Linked DNA regions of Sus scrofa: region 1 is linked to region 2. Evidence: chromatin contacts called from public Hi-C data. All regions are on one chromosome and are shown on one strand. Each heading gives the region's core, a stretch centred on a gene start, on an enhancer-like site or on the middle of the called end of the contact. The rest is flanking DNA. Distances are from core to core; before and after follow the strand shown.

The links. A called contact is a pair of places that touch in the nucleus more often than the background predicts.
Region 1: a contact with region 2 is called in a Hi-C map of liver, with 4 times the contacts expected there. The contact joins two enhancer-like sites. A contact is called at or near these places in 1 of 5 promoter capture datasets (liver) and 9 of 47 Hi-C or Micro-C datasets (embryonic fibroblasts, fetal liver, heart right ventricle and 2 more).

The regions. Positions count from the first base shown.
Region 1 is chr8:6,040,573-6,047,312 of Sscrofa11.1, reverse strand. No RefSeq gene overlaps it. Among named protein-coding and RNA genes, the nearest start is that of ZBTB49, 37 kb to the left of the region's middle. Within about 2 kb of position 2,027, at least 6 of the 83 cell types and tissues checked have an H3K27ac peak or open chromatin away from gene starts, as enhancers often do. A contact at or near this core is called in fetal liver and liver, where this site is marked.
Region 2 is chr8:5,958,489-5,965,522 of Sscrofa11.1, reverse strand. All of the region lies in intron 2 of STX18 (syntaxin-18), which reads right to left. Among named protein-coding and RNA genes, the nearest start is that of STX18, 78 kb to the right of the region's middle. Within about 2 kb of position 3,457, at least 3 of the 83 cell types and tissues checked have an H3K27ac peak or open chromatin away from gene starts, as enhancers often do. A contact at or near this core is called in fetal liver and liver, where this site is marked.

The sequences.
Region 1 (6,740 bases), core at 778-3,277, 83 kb before region 2:
ACTTGTCTCTGCCAGAACTTATCACACATTTAAAAAAAATTCTTATCTTTTCTAAGTAACATGGACAAAAGAGAAAAATCAGAAAGTGCAAGAAAAAGGAAAAAGATTTCCATCACCCAGAGGTGATGGCGGTGGTGACAGTGACAATGGTGATGAGTGTGATGGAGTGTGATTCTAGTCCCAACATCAGCTCCTGCCTGTGGGACATCCTGGCCCCCACGTCTCGTGCATTTTCTCGCTAAGCTCCTTCAGCACCCAAGGAGGTAGATTACGCTTACACCCTGGTTTGTTTCCTCCCAGACCTTTTCCTCTGCAATCAGATACAAATAGATCTAGACACCGCAACATGTTTCAAGTCGGCTCATACCATCCACCTTTCCTCTTGCCTTTTCACAAAGCAAACTGTCATAAACATCTTTGCTTGTCAAAAAGATGCATGGACCTCACCACTCTGAATCCGTCGCATATCCCATCACGCCCCCTGCAGTTTCAGGCTGCGTGTGAAGGGCCCAGCATTCAGCCGGGATGGCCAGGCTCCACAAAAAAGCCTTCTTTTCCTTACAGTTACAAGGAAATCCACAGGCCACCCCGACTGTTTCATGTTGGGTTTTCCTCTGGCCACCAGATGGCGGTATAGCCCCTCAATAAGCAGAGACCGAGGCTGGGTGACCTCAACGCTAAAGCTTCACTCACCCGAACCCCAGGTCCCTGCTTCTACCACGCACCCGCACCCCCACATTGAAGCCTGTTGACAGTGCAACATTCTCTTTCGCCAGGGTGGAGGGATGTGTCCTTGGAAGGGACGTCACTTGCTCATTTATTTTCCAACTTTGCTGAGTGCCCAGTGTCCCAGACAGACTCCAGGGTCAAGCAGCTCTAAGAGCAGACACTCCAGTTTGCGGATTCTCATGTCTCCTCTGTACAAATGGGCTTTAAAAATAGCTCTAACTCCTGGGTGACCCGTGAAAGCCCGATGCTGAGTGAAGGAAGCCAGACGCAGAAGCACACATGTGATGCCTACATGCATATCCATGAAATGCCCAGAATAGGTGAATCCACAGAGAAAGACAGTGGATGAGCAGTGGCCAGGGCGGAGGGAGGGTGGGATGGGACGAGATTGCTCCTGAGTTTGGGGTTTGTAGATTCTAGGACTAGGCAGTGGTTGTGAAGGACTGAATTCTGTCTCCCTTCCAATCAGTGAGGCCATGAGGCTGGGGCCTGATCCCACAGAACTGTGTCCTTATGAGAAGGGACATCAGGGAGTTTCCGTCATGGCTCAGCAGTTAACAAACCCGACTAGCATCGGTGAGGACGCAGGTTCGGCCCCTGGCCTCCCTCAATGGGTTAAGGATCCGGTGTTGCTGTGGCTGCGGCATAGGCTGGCGGCTACAGCTCCGATTGGACTCCTATCCTGGGAACTTCCATATGCCGTGCGTGTGGCTCTAAAAAGAAAAAAGACCAAAAAAAAAAAAAAAAAAAGAAGAAGGGACATGGGACATCAGAGGTGACGATCAGGAAGTGGGGACCACTTCACTGGCTCCTGAGCAGTGGCCTCAGTGAGTTCCCCTGCAGGATGCCTGGAGGGGCAAACCTGCACACCTGTCAGCTCCCCTCTCTCTGCCTCCAGGACAGAAGTAGCCCATGGCCTGTGCCCCAGAGCTGGCCTGGCCATCTCCCGAGAACCCTCTAAACCGGCTGGGCCTGGCCCATGAGGGGCTGACAGCGGAGAGAAAGGAATTTTGAAAATCCTCTCTCCCAGAACCCTGGCTCTCCAGTCTTTTGTTTTGCTGCAGGTGTCGTTCTGCACGCCGCAGTGGGAACAGTACCGTGAGCCCTCTCCCTGCTTCCTCTGTGATGTTCTGAGCCCCACGCCCATCCCCACCCAGGGCAGACGGATGTTTTTGATCATCATGGAGGAAGTTCAAGGTTCTCCGAGGCAAAACAGAAACAAAATAACTTTCCAAACAGAACCTTTGTAGTCAAACATGCTAATACCAAAGCATAAACCTGATCCAGCCTGGGGCCAACAGGAATGCAAAGTAATTCTTGTCTCTGGACAAGCAAAGTCTGTTCTGTCCAACAGAGGTTCAGCTGGCTTCTTCCCTGATTTGAAAACCAGCTCTGTCTCTATTTCATATCATTTCAGTAATCTTGACCTGGAAAATGTGTCTGTTCTTTGGAGTCTCTGCTGAACCAGCTAGAACATCTGCCAGTTCCCTCTCTGATTAGTGGGGTAAATAAAATCTTCAGCACATGTTCGTTTTTATATCTGTGTGAGAGGCAGGAGACACGATTTTCCCTTTTTTATTTTTATTTTTTATTTATTTATTTTCTTGGTCTTTTTGCCATTTCGTGGGCCGCTCCCAAGGCATATGGAGGTTCCCAGGGTTCCCAGGCTAGGGGTTGAATCAGAGCTGTAGCCACCAGCCTACACCAGAGCCACAGCAACGCGGGATCCAAGCCGAGTCTGCAACCTACACCACAGCTCACGGCAATGCCGGATCCTTCACCCACTGAGCAAGGGCAGGGATCGAACCCGCAACCTCATGGTTCCTAGTCGGATTCGTTAACCACTGCGCCATGACGAGAACTCCTCTAACAGACTTCTTGAAAGAAAAGTTGGTTCAGACATAGACAAAATTTTCTCTTTTCTTGTTTAATTTATGCCTGAATTTGGTAGATTTCCAAACCTACAGTGTATTAGTTTGCCAGGGCTGCCAAAACAAAGTACCACAGATTGGATGGCTGAAAAAAACAAATGAATTTTCTCACAGTTCTGGAGGCTGGAAGCCAGCAATCAAAGTCTTGGTAGGGTTGCTTAATTTTTCTTTTCCCTAGGGCCACATCCACGGCATATGGAGGGTTCCAGGCTAGGGGTTGCATTGGAGCCGCAGCTGCTGACCCATGCCACAGCCACAGCAACGAGGGATCTGAGCCACGTCTGCGACTACACCACAGCTCACAGCAATGTCAGGTCCTTTACCCAATGAGCCGCAACAGGAACTCCAGTTACCTCCGCTGAGGCCTCTCTCCTGGGCGTGGAGATGGCTGTCTTCTCCCCGTGTCCTCCTGTGGTTGTCCCTCTGAGCGTGCTGGTGTCCTAAGCTCCTCTCCTATAAGGACACCAGTCCTATTGGGTCAGGACCCACCCACGCGACCTCATTTTACCTTAATGACCTCTTCAACTATCTGCAAATACAGTCACATTCTGAGGTCCTAGAGGCCAGGACTTCAACATATGACTTTGGGGAGTAGCCACAATTGAGCCCATAAGACACAGGCCAGGCCAGAGCCCATGCATGTCATGGAGGGGGCTGGGAATCCTGCCAGGGCTGTGCTGAGTGACTCCGTTCATGCGTCTGCCTGTGACTCCGAGGGGCCACAGCAAGAGCGCCACTGCTCATTTTACCTGTGGCCCCTGAGAGTCTCAAGTCACAGTGATTTGATCAGGGCCCTTGGCTGTAGAGCCTTGACCCTTCCTCTGTGGGAAAAAAGACAGAGAAAAGGGAGTATTGGCTTTCGGGAGAGACCCTGCTTCCTGGTGGCTGACCTGTTGGTGCTGTGTGGCCTCAGCTTCCCCAGGAGTCTTGGCCATGGGGTCTTTAAGCCGTCACGTGGCACACGGGAGCCCAACCCACAGAGCTGTGATTTACGGAGGGCGGGGCCCCTCATCCCCTCGTCACTCTATGTCCCACCGGCCAGGGACCCTCAGGGGCTCCACGAGGCCCCCAGGGAGTCCAAGGAGAACAGTGTGCACACTGCTGGCCTCGGGGACACTGCTGGGAGTGTCACCTGGCCCCTGCACATCGACAAGGCCAGTTCCCCTGTTTCATTACTTATTAAGACCTGCTTTGCTCCAAGAAGACTATAGAGATACAAATAAACTTTTATCTTTCTAAAATATAAAAGAAAAAAATAAAATAAAAAATTTAAAAAAGGTGGGGGACGAGTTCCCATCATGGCGCAGTGGTTAACGAATCCGACCAAGAACCATGAGGTTTCGGGTTCGATCCCTGGCCTTGCTCAGTGGGTTAAGGATCCAGCATTGCCGTGAGCTGTGGTGTAGGTTGCGGGGAAGCTCCCCAACCAGTCAGTCAGTCACTCTGGGTGGCAGGGTGGGGACTGAGCCCCTGTTCCCTCTGTCCTCTCCAGGATTTCTGGCCATCGACCCGGGCGCAACCTCTGAGCACAGAGCCAGTGCCGCCCAGGGACCTGGCCCACAGCCGGCTTGTCACCCTGCTGCTGCCCTGCCCAGCCATCAGCCCCCTGTTCCTTTCCTGCGGCTGCTGGAACAATTTACCACCACTGGCCGGCTTGAAACAACAGAATGGTATTCTCTTACAGTGCTGCAGGCCGAGGGTCTGAGGTCAGGGTGTCGAAGGGCCATGCCCTGTCCAATGGCTCCTAGAGAGGGTCTTTCCCCGCCTCTTCCAGCTTCAGGTGGCTCCTGTGGCTTTGGCTCTGACCCCTGCCGCCATTGTCACGTGGCTTCTCCTCTGCGCCTGAGTCCTGCCTCCTCTTCTCATAAGGACACCTGTCATTTGGATGAGCCTTCCCCCGCCCCCCCCCTCAGCATCATCTCATCCTAAGTAATGACATCGCAAAGAGCCTCTTGCCAGAAAGGTCACCTCCTGGGGATCCAGGTAGATGGGAGTTTGGGGCCATGCTTCGCCAGCCAGCACAAGCCCACCAGCTGCTCTTGGCCTTGGGCTGTAGCACAAACCAAGAAGACAGGAGAGGCTGGGGGAGCCCCCGCAGTGCCCAGAGCTCTGTCACGTGTGGCACCAGCTGTGCAGTTCCGTCCTGGCAAAACAGGGACTTTTGCTCTGGTTTGGTTTGCTGTCCTTTCTAGCATCTCCCCTCCAGGCCTTTTCGCCTCGCCTGTGGTTGGGAGCTCCCAGGCTGTGGCTGGACTTACAAGCGGTCAGAAGCAAAAGGGTATGAAAAGGGGATGGGGTGTGGGAGAAGGGGAGAAATGTCACCCACGGAAAGAAATGTCACCAGTTCACCAGCCTCGAAATGTGTCACCCTGGTGGTTGAACAAATATAAACAGACACAGGATACCCTTTGTTGTCCTTCAGACTAGTTGAAGTTTTTCTGTTTTGGTGGTAGTGGTCCATGCTGGCAATGATGTGTTGAAACGGTCACTTTTGTACAGTGCCACGGCCCCTTTCAGAAAGAAAGTGATAGTGCTTCTGAGGATGGGCCAAAAAAGTCATGCCATTGCATTCAGTGATTCCACTTCTAAATGTCTCTCCTAAGAAAAGAATCAGAGATGTGGTCAAAATTTCTGTACAAAGACGTTACTCCAGCATTTTTTAAAAAATCGTGGTAAAAAATCAATGGGAAATAGCTGGACTGTCTAACCATAGGGGATTGATTAAGTAAACAATGGGATAGCAGCTTGATAGGAAAACAGCTACAGAGTTTGTCCTGACTTAGAAGAGTGCTGTGCTAAGTGAAAGAGGAGACACAGCGGTCTATCCAGCAGGGACCGCAAATGGGCACAAAACTGTGCAGCGAGAAAGGACTTGAGTTACTTGTGACGATGGATGTCCTCGGGGTGTCTGCATCTCCCTGGAAGAGAAATAACCCAAATTGGCAAGGGGACTGTCTCCGGGACAGAGGTGGGAGCTTGCTGCCCAGAAATTATCCCCTGCCACAGACCCTTCCCAGCTCCCCACTGGCAGGATAAATCCAAGCCCAGGTGCTTCCTAGTCAGCTCACCTGTCTTCCCAGCCTCACCCGTCTCCCTGCCAACCACAAGCCAACTCTTCCATTCTTCTGGGCCTTTGCTCATACTCGGCCCTCAGCCCAAATCCACATCTTTTCAATTTCCTCCTAGTGAACTCCTACACATCCTTCAAAACCCAGGTCAGTGGCCACCTCCTCTGTGACCCTTTCTCTGACTGTCCCCCAGTGAGTTGGAGTTTCCCTCCTTCACCCCCACAGTCTCTCATGCCCCATCCTCATCCCAGCTCTCACCTGCTCTTACACTCTAATGGTTCCTTTGGCAGCCTGTTTCCTCCTCCAGGCTGTGAATTCCTGAAGGGCAGGGATTGTCACTTCTTCCTCAGACTCTCCAGATCCCAGCATTGAAACCAGCTCATAATAAAGGCCCATTGAACTTTTTTTTTTTTTTTTTAGGGCTGCACCTGCAGCATATGGAAGTTCCCAGGCTAGGGGTCGAATTGGAGCTGCAGCTGTGGGCCTATGCCATAGCCACAGCCATGCCAGATCCAAGCTGCATCTGCAACCCACACTGCAGCTCACGGCAATGCTGGATCCTTAACCCACTGAGCAAGGCCAGGCATCGAACCTGCATCCTCATGGGTACTAGTCAGGTTCATTTCCGCTGCGCCATGACGGGAACTCCTGGACATTTGTTGAGTAGTGATTACAGAGCATGGCTGACCAAGCCATTCCGGATGAATTTACTCCTTGGAATAACTGTCAGGACTAGGAGACTGGATCAATACACGGGGGCACCAAGACTAAATGCTTAAGGAGTCTGGCCGAGACAGCAAGGGGCAGAGCTGGTGGTGTCTGAATCCAGATATCTCACGTCCTTTCTACAACACCCGTCTTCATTTGCCTGGGGCTGCTGTAGCAAATGACCACAAACTGGGTGGCTTAAAACAACAGAGTTTATTGCCTCATAGTTTCAGGGCCAGGAGTCCAAAGTCACAGCGTCTCTCAAGGACTAGCTGCCTCCAAAGAAAGGCTCAGGGCTCCTTTG
Region 2 (7,034 bases), core at 2,208-4,707:
GACAGAGAATCCTGCCTGGTTCATCTCCGCGGGCTGATGTGTTTCTGTGGAACTGAGATTTGAGACAGGAGCACTGGCAGAGCACGCACGGCACGACTGAAAAGGGGCGAGGGATCTGAGACGTAAAAACTGTCAGGAACAGAACAGACTTCGGAGGCAAAGCATCATCAGACCCTGAGTTCAGGGGCCTGGGGGAGCAAGGGACAATAATAGAAACAAAAGCCACAGAAGGAGGAGGAGAAAGAACTAGAAATAAGAAAGAAAGAGGCCACTCTCAGCACTTGTCCTTAGAATGCAGTTTAAAGGGACAGAGGGATGCTCTCGAGACTAAATGTTCCGTGTTCAACACTCGGTTTTCAAAAAGAAACCAGGGCAAATGGTCTTCTAACCATTTTGTGACAAAATCTAGAGAAACTAAAGGATAGCTCAAGTAATAAAGGAGGGCTGTCTGAAGTTCTACAGTCTAAGAAGAGGAAAGGGAAGTCACTGGACATACGGTACAGCGGCCACATGGCTGACGCGGGGCTGAGGCTACTGATGTTCACGGCGGCCTGATAACCGGACACCGGTGAGGTCTACAAACTCTAAGAACAGGCGGCTTGCATGAGATGGACACAAAAAATACTTGGTTGTCTGGGTCTTGTTTAACTGATCTGACCCCTTCATCCTGATCATCTGAGGGCCATGGGAAGAGTCTGGCTCCGGGAGGGATGGTGGCAGTGAGGCAACGAGAGAAGGGCCATTTGGAGCGAGAGACCACGAGGAAGGAGACGGGCGCTGTGCAGAGGACCAGGAGTTAGTGGGCTGCGGGCTTAGGATCAGGCAGGAAGCAGATACTCTCCCACTGTCCTAGACCGCGGCTCCGTGCCTCCTTGCTCCTCAAACCCCCAACACCCCCAGCCCCGCCGGCAGCATCAGTGATAGCTGAGCTCCCTGTTTCCAAGAACTCCTCCAAGCTCTCACTCCCACCTCCCCACCCCGCTTCCTAGGGGCCCAGAGACTGTGCCTTCTTCCCAGAGACCAAGGATGAAGCGTCCACTTCCAAGTTGGCCCCCTCCCACCTGGGCGCCGGGTGGGCCGTGGCAGTTCTTTGGCTTTCAAGCACCATCAGCCCTAGAAGAATGACTATGCGGACCCGGGGCTTAGACAGTGTCTGCCATACAGTGAACACTACACTAATAGTGGTTCCTAATAAAACCACCTCTCCCTGTCTACTGGATGTTCCTAGCCTCATACAAACCTGCTCCTATTTCTCCCAACTTAAAAAACAAAAACCAGCACTTCCCACTGTGGCGCAGTGGGTTAAGAATCCGACTTAACCCACTTGGGTCACTGTGGAGTTGTGGGTTCAATCCCCGGCCTGGCACAGAGGGTTAAAGGATTGGGCGTCGCTGCAGCTGTGGCCTAGGTTGCAGCTGTGGCTTGGATTCAGTCCCTGGCTCGGGAACTTCCATATGCCACAAGTGCAGCCATAAAAAACCAAACCAAACCAAACCTCTCAAATCCATGCCTCCTATCAGCTACTGCCCAACTCCTCCCCTCTTCACAATAAAACGTCTCTGAGAAGCTTACAGCCCCTGTCCCCATTGTCCCGGCCGTTCTCCCCTGACCTGATCCAAACAGGCTCTGTTGTCCTCACTCCCCAAGGTCACTGATGACCCCACCAGGCAGGGCTCAGCCCTCCCCCCATTACTTTCTACAGATTGGAGGGAGCTGATGGCTCCCCTGGCCCGATCGGCGGTCCTGTGTCCTCCCCAAAGGCACCCTCCTGTCCCCACCCACCTCCCCGGCTGCTGTCTGTTCTCAGGCCTTCTGGTCTGACCATTTAATGATGAAGAGTTCACGGCTCATCCCTGAACCTCTCTGCTCCCTACACTGCCCCCTTGGTGAGGCTGTCTAGGCTCGTGGCTTTTTTTTGTCAGCACATACAGCGGTTTTACATGGACAATTTCCAACTTTCCACCTTCTGCCTGAACCTCTCTTGAACTTGAAGCACATATATCTAACTGCCGGCTCCACACCTCCATTCAGAATGTTTATATGAATATGCCCCAAACCCGCTCCTGCCACAGCCTCCCACCTGCCTTGGCGGCAATCCCCTTCCTTCCAGCTGCTCGGGGCCCAAACCTCAGGTTGTCCTGGCGCCTCTTTACTCTCCCAGCTCACCTCTAACCCATCAACAAATTTAGCCGGCTCTACCTTCAAATTATTTCCAGAGCTGACCTCTCGTCACCACACCCACCGCTAACCCCTCTGGCCCGTGCCATCGACGGCCCTGGCCTGGATGGCAACTGCAGCCTCCCAGCTGCTCTGCTGCTTCTGCCCCGTCCCTGCTCAGTTTACTGAACTCACGAGCCTTGCGCATCTGTTACAAAGTCAGTCAGATCCCATCAACCCTGTGCAGACCGTCCAGTGCTGCCCACCTGAGAGCAGAAGCCAAGGTCCTTCCAGGCACTGCACGAGCCTTAAGACGCCTCACAAGATCTGGCCCCTGCTCTCTCTGAGCTCGTCCTCCACCTACCCCTGCCCCCTGCTCCAGCCACCCAGCCCCTCACTGCTCCATGCACCTGCTGGACATGCTCTCACATCAGGACCTTTCCGCTGGCTGGATGTTTTCTCCTTCTGGAATGTTCTCTGCCCGGATGCCTGTATAAACTGACTGCCTACTTCTTTGAGGTGGTCATGCAGTGACCCCCCTTAGTGAGGCCTTCCCAGTCCCTTTATTAAACGGTTTCCTCCCTGACATTTTCCACCTGTTTTCCCTTCTCTCTCCACCAAAGCATTTATCCTGCTCTAACATCCTGTATGTATCGTTTTTACTCATTTATTTTGTTTCTTCTCTATCTTCTCCAAAACATAGGTTCCGTAAAGGCGGGGATGTTTGTTCACTACTGTACCCCATCACACCTGGGATTTAGTAGGCTGATAAATCAATGCATCTGTACCCAAACACTTCCGGAACAACCTCCCTTAACACATGAGGCGACCCGAAGAGGCTGGACTCACAGCGACCGCCCGAGTTGATTCGACCCCCACCTCCAGACCTGTTGGCACTCCCATCCAGAGCCTTCCCTGGAAAAGTCAAGGCACAGAGGGGTGGGAGACACGTCCATCCTGACAACAGCCCCTCCCACCGCCCCCAAGCGAAGAGGGAGGAGTAAGCCTGGGGTTCTTTGCAGGGCCGACCTCAGGCCGGTCTCCCCCCTCCTTGGGGCGGCGCCTCCCCATCCAAGCCCAGCGCCCACGTTTTCCGGGGCAGTGGGTAGCGAGAAGAGGGGCCCGCCCTGAGCAGAGCAGAGCAGGGCGAAGCGGTCCAGGGCGTCCTTCATAGAAACTGCCTCGCTAGAAACAGAGGTTAAGGGGTCAGGGACAAATAAACAAGGAAGGCACCCAGCTCCTAGTGGGTGTGCACCCGTGGACCGAGCAGACCCATAAACGGCTAAGTCCAAGGACAAGAGGTTAACATCCTCCTCCTCCAGTTTAACTTAACGAAACTCCGCTCAGCGACACTGACAAGGTCTGAAGGTTAATCTGATAAAACTGATTACTCAGCTAAAAGGCGATGTTCCTTTAAGACAGATTATAGTATTAACCTTTTAAATTGGAAACTGACAGTATGATTCTTCTATTAGAAACAACAACAGAAACCAAGAAAGTTTTTCCCCCAAGTGGTACTGTTCTGTTACCAGGATATGGGGAAAAGAAGTGGAGAAATCATTTTTAATTAAAATCATTCAAGAGATCCCGCCAGAGGCTACCTAGATTGCATGCTGTTCTGCTCTAGTAAAATGTCATTATTTTAAAAAGTTAAATGGGTCAATAAAGTCTGAGCTCTACGTTATGGAAAAAATTACAGCTTCCTAATTATGTCAAACTAACACAGCCTTATGGGTCTGAAGGCAGTATTTCTCTCAGGCCCGTGATTAACCCCATCCAAATGTTCCCAGGAAAAGGCAAGGCCAGCACCCCCACTCCCCAACTCGAGGGGAGGCCGGCCAGCCTCCCTTCGGGAAAGGCTCTCAACAGCGCGTGCCTGCGGGAAGGGGAGCCCGACAGGGGCGTGGAGGGGATCCATCCCCTGCTGAAGCAACTCCTCCAGCGGGACACTCACTGCCTTCCTGGCCTCTGCCCTCCTGCCCTCCTTTGGGGAGCACGCCTCCCGCCACGGCTCCGCTGCCTCCTTCCCTCTGGGACCGCCTGCTTAGTGACAGCAGAGGCTTCTCTCCCGTGCTACACGGGGCCTCTGCGCTCTCTGTGTGCTGGGGCTGTGACATCCAGTGGCACCAACGACTGAGGGCCTCTCATTCAGGAGCCTTCAGCAAGGCCACCTGCCTGCAGACCTAACTTCTGCCCCCGACCCTAGCTTTCACTGAGGACACGTCCATCTCTGCCGTGCTGACTTGACCCTGGCATCCTCTCCATCCTCTGAACCTCTGTCTCTCCCTCCCTCCTCTGGAGGAAACAGAGGTGCTTTCTTTATCAACTGACCCCTGCCCCAACTGCATCACAGGTCAAGTGGGGCTCCGATTCAATCACCACACTCATCAACGGACTTCGTGTACCAGGGGCACCCACACATCTCATCTAACCCTCCGAGGAACACCGTCCACCCTTCATTTAAAAACCAAGCACAAGACGTGAAGAGAGCTGTATATGCGTGCATGGTTAACACCTGCCAGACCGGGACTAGAACCTGGGTGTGACTGAACCTGTCCTGAGCAATGTGAGGGCAAAGGACTCGATGCATCCATGCCATGGGGGTCTGGGAACACAGGCAAAGTGTGAGGGGCGGAGCTGTGCCGTGGGAGGAGACAGGCCCTAGTCTCACCATTATAAGCAAAAGTTACAGGATAGCTTTTGCATTAAAACCACTGCAAAGCTACAGAATAGCCCCTTATAAAATAACCTTTTTTATAGATCCATTGCTGTTTGTCTTTTTGCGCTGCATTTTAATCGTACTGTCTTGCCTGAATGTCCTATCTAGCCAGCACGTGACCCTCATATTTAGAGCTGGGCTCTTCCAACTTTTTCTGAAAAGGGCCAGATAATCAATACATTAGACTTTGAGGGCCGTATAGCCCATCACAGCCACTCCCTCTGCTGTTGTAGCATAAAAGCAGTCATGGAACATTTGTAAATGAATGGGAGTGGTGTTCTGATAAATTTTATTTATAGACACTGAAGTTTGAATTTCATATAATTTTCTTATGTGGTAAAATATTATTTCCCTCTACCCATTTGAAAATGGTAAGAACTAGCCTCAGCCCTCAGGCTGTACAAAAGCAGGCAGCAGGCTAGACTTGGTCTGCAGGCTGCGGTCTGCTGACCCCTGGTTTAGAGGGAGATACTATGTTTTAGATTAAATGACTTTCTCAGGTTGCATGGCTAATAACAGGGTGGGGTGGCTTGAACTAGACCAACATTTAAAGCAACTGCCCAGCGGGAGGCCTTTTCAGTGGATTTCCATGAAAGATCTCGACACCCCTTATTTAACCTAAGTTGTCAAGCACAGAAGAAAGGAGCTGGAAACTGACAGGCTTGTATCTGTTTTGTTGCGTTTTCCAAATGGCCGGAGCACCCATTTTTACAGACTGTGAGATCAGGACCTGCTGCACATACACACCTTCCAAAGTGGAATTTACACTGCCATCTAGTGTTGACCAACTATTTTAACTGAGAGCTTAAAAATAAGGTCTTGGAGTTTCCTGTCATGGCTCAGTGGAAATGAATCTGACTAGTATCCTGAGGACTCAGGTTCGATCCCTGGCCTCACTCAGTGGGTTAAGGATCCGGCATTGCCGTGAGCTGTGCTGTAGGTCACAGATGCAGGCTGGGTCTGGCGTGGCTGTGGCTGTGGTGTGGGCCAACAGCTGTGGCTCCAATTCAACCCCTAACCTGGGAACGTCCGTATGCTGCAGGTGGAGCCCTAAAAAGACAACCAAAAAAAAAAAGGTCTTTTTGGTACTAAGCTCAGAATAATACTTTTAGTGTATTCCAAAAGTATGCAAATGAAATACACTTAACAGTATAAAGCAAAGTGGTAGGACTATCTAAAAACCAACTGGGGTATAACTATTTTCTCTGTTAAAGAACTTATATGAAATATTTTCATTTTTGCATATATTTACAAAGTTTTTAAAAAAATAAGAGGATTTCTTTTATTTTTGCAAACTCTGTGATAGGAAAGCTTCTGAAGGGCAAAACCTCTTGTTTTATAAAATGATGACATTCTGAAAAGATGTTTTGAATGACGTCGCCTCACGCATGCAATCCCACTGCTCCAGTAAATTACACGCTGCCCTTGAAGCTGAGTCTTACGCAGAAACACCGCTCTACAGCCACAGGTGCAGGTGGGGGCCAGGGAAAAGCAGGAGGCAGGATGCCTGCACTGCCCCGTTTCTGTGTCTCTGAGAGCTGGAGCCTATTCTAGAAGCTATATTGGAAACCTCGATCAAAATGCTTTCCTTCTTTTTAAAAATCAACCTAATGAAAGCCCTCACTAGAGGCAAGAGTGTGTGTCTCCAAATGGCATTTTTACATGAGCTGCATTATCTCATTTGCTCAGTAATATTGACTCGGTGAGAAAGTGTACCCCAGCCCCTTCTGCATGTGCCATAACATGTATATACATACAGAGATGCAAACCCATGGGAGCGGCAGAGCAGGGGACACTGCTGTGGGGCTAGGGTGACTTGGAGGATGTGGGGTGTGGCCGGGCTCTCCCTGGCTAGGGGAGCTCCTTTCTGCTTTGCAGACATCCTTCTGCTGCCAAGCCAACCTTCTCCATCACAACCCGAGTAACTGAGCAAAGAGAGAGGACAAAAAGCTCAAAAGGAGTATAGGTGTGGAAAAGAACAGTCAAGGGACCTAGAGACTCTCATCCCAAGTGAAGCGAGTCAGAAAGAGAAAGACAAATACCACATACCACTTACACGTGGAATCTAAAATACAACACAAATGAACACGCCCATGACACAGAAACAGACCCACAGGTACAGAGAGCAGGCTTGTGGTTGCCAAGTGGAGGGGGCTGG